Regions from separate parts of the Sus scrofa genome. Here region 2 is linked to region 1. Evidence: chromatin contacts called from public promoter capture Hi-C data. All regions are on one chromosome and are shown on one strand. The core of a region is the stretch at or near the end of the contact, and the rest is flanking DNA. Distances in the headings are between cores, read along the strand shown.

Region 1 (4,410 bases), core at 1,264-3,763:
ACAGTGGGAAAATAAAAAAAATTTAAAAAAATAAAAAACTAGACAGGTTTCCTTCCTTCAGGACTTCTCAGAGCCTCTAATCCAAGTGCATAGATAAGCCCTTTACCACTTAGCTAAATCTTTTCGCCCATGGCACGTGGAAGATCCTAGGCCAGGGATCCAACCCGTGCCATAGCAGCAACCCCAACAGCTACAGTGACAATGCTGGACCCTTAGCCCACTGTGCCACAAGGGAACTCCTCAGCTAAAATGTTGAAAAAGACACAAAGATGGGAAAATGTACTGGGAAAGGTTCAGAAACACAGAGTTTTGAAAAATTAGGCTAAAATAAGCACCAAAGAGGCAGTGTAGTATAGACAAAGGGAATGGGCTTAACAGCTTTGAAACTTTAGACAAATTATGTCACCTTATGTCTCAGTGTGCCTCAATCTGTAAAATGGGAGAAATAGTACCAGCTTCCTAAAATAGCTGAGGATTAAATAACATATAAAATCCTCTGAATCCAGCTTGACACAGAGCAACTACTCAATAAATGCTAGCTATCATCTTTGTTATCTACTCTGCGAGGTTCTTCTAAGCAAATAAATACATACAATTTATAGAATTTACGCCTGACAAGTAGTAAGCACTCAATAAAAGGTCATTGGTTTGAACACATATAAAGTCCTTATCACAGTGCCTCGCACAAACTAAATCTGAAGTGCAGTACTGAATAGCACTCTGATTATGTCATTAAGATTAAAAGGTCTTAACCATTAATAAAAACACTGCTGCCTATAACACATTCCCCAATGTGACAACATCTCCCTAGGATAACAACAACAGATATCTGACCCTCGCCCACTGCCAAAAAAGAAATCGGTGGTGGAATAAGTTTCAGCGCTACTGTATGAATCAAACCTAGGCACAATTAAGTTTCTTTCTGCAGAACTTCTCAGAGCCTCTACTACGAATCTGGAATCTAAGTAGGGAATATACATTTCCCAAATGCATTTAATGAGGAAATTTTGAGCACTCTTGGGACTGCTGTTCTGTGGAACACAGTATGGAAACTACCTTAACTCAATGGAATAACAACACAATGTCCGGTACATCACTAGTTTGTAACAAACTCTGGTTGTATGAATGTCAAGGGGTCAATATTCTGTCATGGTTCCCAAACATATTTGATGGTGGAATCGTCGCTTTTTTTTCCAGCAGCAGCATTTATGGGACTACTGTGCCAAGAAACAACACTTGTCCACAGAAATGCAGTCCCATTAACTAATGGGAACTAAGACAAACAGAACCTAGTTTAGCATTCCCACTAACACAGAATGCTGTACCCAACTGTTGTATCTGAAGGCCAAAATACTCACCTCAACAGGTTATCCTCCATCTATTTGCTGGAAACTAAGGCAGAGAGCCTAGTAACAGTTTTCACACCTCCATTTACGTAACTCCCCTCCATTTTCCTTTTTTTCTAACATCTCCAAGGCAACACCACCAGAGGAAAAGCTGGGAAACTATAACTACATAAATATATTCTGCATTTACTAGAAGCGCTAACAAACTGCACTATCTCTGCTCTATTCTCCCTGTTTCTCTTTTACCCTTTCAAGAATTACCCACCCACCAGAGGCGGACCTCTCTTATACACAGCATAAGAGAACCTAAATAAACTTTTCAATCAATCGAGAGTTTTTCCCCCATCCCTCCCTCCCAATAATAGATGTTATCTTTTCCTCTTCTAGATTCTCATTCCCAATTTGCACTATTTGTCTCAAGTTGCACTCAAGCCCCAGAATAAAGGCTCCTCTTTTTGGACAATAATAGATGAAACTGTCTTAAGATGAAATGGAAGGATCACACGTTGGAGCCAGAAGGGAAAAAAAAAGGCAGCCATTTCCACAGGGGGTGGGAAGTTACATATCTTTACGTTTATACATAATTGTTTCAGAAATTAGTAACGCACACGCAGCGAGCTTACAAGCCCATCTATTATGCAAGCATAAAGGAACTAAAAAAAGTTCGTCACCAAAGTGTTCCTTTAAGGGACATCTGAAGCAAGGGGGCTGCTGAAGTTTGAGGAGGAGACGGTCATGGCATAGAACCTATGGGTCCTGCAGGGACTCGGGGACATCGCGGGCAAGGATCTGAGGGCCGTGGTTCTAGGGGGTCTCGCTCTGGGTGACTGTGCTGACCACTCGGTCAACCTCAGCCAGGACCTTCCTCCCTGGACCCCTCCCGGGGACCGGGACATCCCCCAGAGCCCTCAGTCTTATCGCCGGGATCAACAAGGCTGACGGGTCCGGCCGGTACCTGGTCATAAGGGGACTTCTCCAGCATCTGCGTGCACAAATCGGTGCAGAGCTGGAACTTCCTGCGCCTAAAATAGCTCCAGGCCAGGAGCAGCGGCTCCATCTCCGAGCCCATGGCGGCGGGGGGGGGCGGGCCGCGAAGGACCAGCGCCGGGTCCGGGGAGGGCGGGGGGCGAGGAGCGGGCGGCGTCCAGCTCTGCTCGGCAACGCGCGGCGGCGGGGGCCTTGCCGGAGAGGCGTCCCGCATCGCGCCTGAGAACAGGAAAAAGAATGCTCATCGCGCGTAGAACTCAGCATTAGGGCTTGCCAAACCTTGGCTTCTAACACTGTATACCTTCGAAGGCTACACATTTCATTAATTTCGAGGAGCCGGCGCCGTGGCTAAATTAAGAGGCAGTGACTTAGACATTCCCAACCGGGGTCCTCCACTCATCCTGTTGCTTAGCAACTGAACGCTGGGCGTACCCTGCCAGTTCCAGAAAAGTCCCCCGGAATTGCCCCTTCGACGGTTTGCTGCCCTACTCTTCTCCTTCAAGCATTCTTACCGCTATCGTTTGCTCTTCTGACTCTAGGAACATCGGTTTCTTCGATATCACCCGCCCACCAGAACCCAAAGCCCTAAATATATAAAACTCTCCAGTCTTCCTTCCAAATCCTTCTCACCAAATTTCAGTGTCTCAATTACAAGGTACATTGAAGATCGCTTCCTCCAACCCATTCATTTGACAGGTGCGAAACTGAGACGGGCTCAGAGAAGTAATTTACCTAGTGTCGCAGTGGCGTTAGGGAGCTGGCCTGAAGTTTGCAAGATTGCGAACCGTTAATACCACTTGTTTATTCAGCGATGCCTAGGGGTTCTGAATTATAACTCACTAACATTTTTACCAAAAAAAAGTGTGCACAAAAAATTTTTGAAAAGCTTTTTGAAACATCATCTGCAAGCACCTGTTATTTGTCAAATGTTAACTTATGCAGAGCGATTTCTTCAGGTACAAGTCTGACTTTCCACTAGAGATTTAGGCAGTTAACGCATGTCTGTAATGGTTAGGAAAAAAGAAGTGTGACCAAGCTAAATCCACATAGACTCATTATGGAGGACTGCCGGATCTTTTTTTCCTCGGCTTCTTCCTGTCACAGTGGGAGAGGCAGGAAAGGAAAAGTCCTTATTGAAGAACTTTCTAATCAGGCCTAAATCTCCTTTAGAGATAAAAAATGAACTAACAGTCTATATGGGAAGAGAATCTGAAAAAAAAAATGGATATGTGTGTATATGTATAACTGAATCACTTTGTTGTACAGTAGAAATTATCACAACATTGTAGAACAACTATAATTCAGTAAAATTTTAAATACATGTATTTTTTAAAAAAACTGGCAAAAGCTGTTAGCAATGTTAGATCATTCATAATTTTCTCATACCACTAAGGTACTATAATACAGACGTCAGACATACTATTGAATCCAGATACGCATACCTTTCACACGTATGAAAATGAAACCTTATGAGTAGTTTTTTTTCTCCTTTACTAAGCAGCCTTTCTTGAATTTTTTGTATCTTGGAAGCAATGAATTATCAAGAATGTCATTATTCCAGTTATGTTTATTGCAGTTAGTCCATTTGTGTTTCCCTGGAGGTGCCTCTAGAAATGTAATGTGCCTAATGCAGCAGCCCATTCTTTCTAGGGGGTCAGGTTTTTAGGACTGTACATGCTGGAATTGGCAGTTGGGCTCAGTGTTTCACAGGGTCCTTTTGTTTTCTGGTACAATGTAAGTGGATTCTTCTTTTTTTTTTCCTTTTCTTTTCTTTTCTTTTTAGGGCTGCACCCGAAGCATATGAAAGTTCCTAGGCCAGAGGTGGAATCTGAGCTGTAGCTTCAGACCTAGCCACAGCCACAGCCACAGCAATGCAGGATCCGAGCCAACATTGCAACCTACACCGCAGATCACAGGCAATGCTGGATCCTTAACCCACTGAGCAGAGCCAGGGATCAAACCCAAGTCCGCATGGATACTAGTCAGGTTCGTTAACCCCTGAGCTACGAGGGGAACTCTTGTAAGTGGATTCTTTGTGATTCTCAACCCCGGCTCTATATTAGATTTCTTTTTTTTT
Region 2 (4,424 bases), core at 716-3,215, 1.0 Mb before region 1:
ACCAAATGCCAGCTCATAACATGAGAGCGTTTAGGGACTGAAAAAAAATTCGTGAATGCAAATGGATACTCCCCTTAAAGTTGCAAGTTTCTCCTCTCCCTCTACCATCCCAGACCCAGGGAGGGCATTATCTTACACTTCCAGCTGCTCCTTCTTACAGAGCTTGCTGACTATTAGGAAGGCATGGGAGTCAACTGAGGCCAGGTGTGGCCAGTAATGGGCAAATACGGACCCCAGTTTTAAATCCAGTCATTACTAGATGGCAAATGAACACTTTGGCAGGTTACTTAACTGCTGCACCTCAGTTTCCTCCTCCGTAAAATGGGTATCATACCTACCTCCTGTTCCTTCAACAAATATTTATTGTGCAGCTAGTATGTGCCAAGCACTGAGAATAAGAAGTTAATATAGAAACAGTCTCTGTCCTAGAAAAGCTTGTTTTTCAGGGGGAAAGAGACGACACAAAGAGAAATGAACAAAAGACAAGATATCTTTACAGGTATTCACTACATTTTATAGGTAAGAGAGAGTAACAGAGATGCCCTTAGCTTGGAACATTCTAACACTGACGTGAGCTCTGGAAAATGAAAATGAACCAGCCAAATAACAGTAGGGGAGGGAAAGAAGAGCATTCCAAGTGAGGGAACCCAACCTGTGAAGGCTAGGCGGTGAGATCAAGGTTGTAGTAATTCCAAAAACAGAACGACTTGGGCAAGGAAGACAGGTAGGTGGTCCAGGATGAAGAGGGTAGGCAGGAGTGAGGGGTAAGCTAAAGATCCTGCATTTTATTCTAAGAATAGCCGGACCTCACTGAAGGGCTTTAATAAGCAGGGGAGTACCGTGGTCCAATGTGCCTTTTAAAAATACTACATTCCGTACAACTCTGTACCGAGAATCGTTGGGAGGAAGACAAAAGTCGAAGGAATGAGCCTCCTGTTGGAACTCGGGTAGCTGAAGGCGGTGGGTATAGTGAAGTAGGCTAATTCGGGGGTACGTCGAGGAAATAAGGACAGCTACTGACTCTTCTGGACGCTCACTACGGGCCAGGCACAGCTTGAAGCGCTTTACTGGGTATACACTCATTTTACGCTCGCAACACGACTGTTTCCCTTTATGATGAAACTGGACACAGAAAATCTAAGTGCCTGGCATAGAGTAAGCGCCCAACATGCTAGCTGCCGAGACCATCCACCAGCTACGTGGAGAAGCTGAAATTGCAATCGGCGGAGGGGGACTCCCGCTGGCTGGACCCCGGTCTCGGCAGGACCAAGTGCTCGCGCCAAAGAGGCACTATTAGTGGAGAAAGCCGAGGCCCAAGAGGAGACCCTACCTAGTGTCTTTACAAGATGCTCCGCTCCCCTCGGGATCCGCCTCCAGCCCCACCAGGCACTGAAGAATTCGCGAAACCCGGCTGCCCGCGCACCAGGCCAGAAGGAGCAGAACCACGAGCCCGGTTCCCGCAGCCACCCGGGACCCACCAGAGGCCGCGGAACCCACAGCCTCCATACACGCACCTGAAGCCCCCAGAGCGCGCAGCCGCCTGAGCCCCCGCCCCTTTGCAGCCGCTCGCGCCTGCGCGCAGTTCGAACCCTCCGGGCCGCGGCGCGGGTCTCGTGGCCCTGCCCCTTCCCCTTCCGGGCCGTCCACCACCGGGTCCTAAAGCCCGCTGGATCCCGAGAGGTTGCAGGGGGCTTCCTCAGGAAGGGGCGGAGAGACCTGCCCTCCCCTAGGTCTCCTCTTACTTCCCGGCCACGTCTCCTAAAAGGGGGAGACAGAGAAAGAAGTGTTTCCCCCAGTTCTTCGTTGGTTAATTAGCAAAACTCATCCCCTCTGCAGGAATTCTCGTAGCCTCAGGTTGCCGGATCTCGAGGCAGAGAGGTTTATTTTAAAGGCAGCGAGAGGCTCTCAAGGTTCAAGGAAGGGAATGGCTGAGACCGGTGTCCTGGGAGGAGCGGGCTCTCCTGGGGCGCAGACTGTAAAACCTGCTGTAAAATAAAAGGTTAAATGAGCTCCCTCAGGCTCAACCTCGAATGCCTGTTTTTTCGCAGACACAGGCGTGTCTGCTTCTGTGTGTGTGTGTGTGTGTGTGTGTGTGTGTGTGTTTGAGTGTGAGTGTTGTGGGGGGGTTGTTTTTTTAATCTGATTAAACCGATTTACCAGGAGAGGGGGCTGAAGTAACTCCTTTGCAAAATGGAACCCTCGCCAAATTCCTTGCCTTTGATAAGGATATTAGCTCTGGCATTTGAGCTCAATGGTGTTTTTTATTAATTATTCTCGGAGTTTTCTTCAAACCAGGCGCCTCTCCTAGAGGACTGAATTGAATAACTTTGGTTCGTTTACTGAATGTCTGCTTTGTGCCAGGCACTATGCTCCAGCGCTAGGGTCATCCAGAAGAACAGAACAGACAAACTAGCTACCCCGAAGGGCTCGACCCCAATGACTTGCTGATCTGCACGTGAATCTTGGACTTGACTTGTTTGGATTGGCTCCTTTTACCTTCTTTTTGTGTCTCCTATAATGTTTAGCATAGCGTCATTGAGAAAAATTATCGAAAGTAATTTACTGCAAGGTATGGAGGCAGAAGATGAAAATAATCATGCAGGATACGCTGAAACACTACCTAGCTGAGCTGGGTCCCCAGTCGCGCGCCAAGAGTTAAGGGGACAAGAGGGGCGGAGCCAAGGCTAGAAGCCGGCCTGGAGCCTCTCCGCCATAGGCTGTTCCAAGGAAACGTTATTAAACAAAACCTCTGGCCAATAGAACTGCGGGATCAACGCCGGTGGCTCGCAAGATGTCCAATAGGAGAAGAGGTTGGAGGTGCCCTGAAAAGTTCAGCTTCCTGAACTGCGGTGGGCTTGGCAAGCGATCTCCGATAAAGAGGGCTCTGGCCTCGGAGGTCGTGGATTCACCTCTCTGGACTTGAGTGTGGCAGTCGCGATGTTTTTATCCCAGGCTGGGGCCCAGCCGCGGATGTGGGAAGCCAGCCCTTCGGAACACAAGAAATGGGTGGAAGTAGGTGTCCAGAGGGCTGAGTCTCGGACTTTAACTGGACCTGGGGCTCTCACTTCCATCACCCCGCCTGGCCCTATCTCGGCCGGGTTGCACAGATAAGGACTGTGTCTTGGTTAATGGCTGAGCCTAGGGCTGCAAGCCTTCTGGATCCCGGTCCAGTGTTCTAGCTACTTCCAAGTTCCTTGTTTTCCTTGTGACATCGTCTATTTGTGATAAACCTGTAATCTGCATCTCTCCTCCCGCCTTTCAAAGCCAGTCGCTTGGCCTCACCTTCCTTAATCCAGGATTTACTTCGGGTTAGAATTTATGCCAGGGGTTTAAAGGAATTAATCTAGCGATTAAGTCGTTTGCACTTTTTGGCGGGTAAATTTTAGCGCATCCTTAAGATTTCTTGAGAATTAAAATTAGGTAATGAAATTCCATTTCTGAGCCCTACTCCTCGGCTGAGTTTTAGATTTGGGAGGTCTAACTTAATATGTAAGTAATAAAAATAATAGAAGAAATAGTTTCTGCCTTATTAACTAAAGATATTTAATGTTCTTTAGGTATTTAAAGCATGCGATGAAGATAACAAAGGCTATCTAAGCAGAGAGGACTTTAAAGTTGCTATTGTAATGCTGTTTGGTTACAAGCCCTCCAAGGTAGAGCTTTCTTTTGTATTTGGGGCTGGGGCAGACAATGCAGTAGTGGGTGGATTCTAAATAATGTGCGGAGGGCCAGCTTGGGATGTTTATAAAGCAAACTGCTGCCTTCTGAATAATTTCAGAGATGTATCCAGTGCTATATTTTTCTTTCTTCTTAGGAACCCAACTCAGGGATGAATTAGAATCCATTAAGACTAAGTCACCACCAAGCTGCTAATTATAATAAGTATGAGATTCTTCTGGTGGTTTTAAGAGGGAAGCATGGGAGGGGGATGTTGGTAACAGGAGAAATTCTCAAAGGACGTGACATGCAGGGTTTTTGTTTTTTGTTTTCTTAAGTTAAAAAAATGCTCCGTTTAAATTATAAAAACAATGCATTTAATAGTCAAAAAATTAAAACAGTCCAGAAAAGTATAAAAGCCCCTTCCTACCTACCAAAGGGTCGCACTCCACAGGAGTTAGCTTTATTGAATTTGTGTATCATTCCCAAGTGTCGCATGCATGACAAGCATGCCTAGCATTCCATTGGAAACATAAGTGGGTGCAGAGTGTGCTAATTTTATTTTATCTTGCTTTTTTTAACTTAACCACAGAAGAGCATAAAAGCACTCCCCATCACATTTTACAAAATAATTGCTTAGTATTTTCTTTAGCTAGTTTCCTTATTTTGTTCATTTTTGACTGTCCATTATTTTTCATTTCTACAAATACTGTTGCAAGGAGCATTCTTTTATAACTATATCTCTGCTTGGGGATGTCTATCTGTGG

The links. Promoter capture Hi-C pulls out the DNA fragments that hold promoters and counts their contacts.
Region 2: a contact with region 1 is called in a promoter capture Hi-C map of liver, with 5 times the contacts expected there. The contact joins the promoter of TDP1 here to the promoter of TTC8 in region 1. A contact is called at or near these places in 1 of 5 promoter capture datasets (liver), 1 of 47 Hi-C or Micro-C datasets (heart right ventricle) and 2 of 2 datasets of contacts at active chromatin or transcription factors (alveolar macrophages and skeletal muscle).

The regions. Positions count from the first base shown.
Region 1 is chr7:110,729,832-110,734,241 of Sscrofa11.1, reverse strand. TTC8 (tetratricopeptide repeat protein 8) reads right to left here and starts at 2,513. Exons shown (of 14, transcript XM_001927081.6): 1 at 2,302-2,513. The coding sequence starts at 2,415.
Region 2 is chr7:111,764,635-111,769,058 of Sscrofa11.1, reverse strand. TDP1 (tyrosyl-DNA phosphodiesterase 1) reads right to left here and starts at 1,965. Exons shown (of 17, transcript XM_005666389.3): 1 at 1,515-1,965. It overlaps EFCAB11 (EF-hand calcium-binding domain-containing protein 11), which reads left to right and starts at 2,802. Exons shown (of 8, transcript XM_021099597.1): 1 at 2,802-3,012; 2 at 3,558-3,653. The coding sequence starts at 2,938.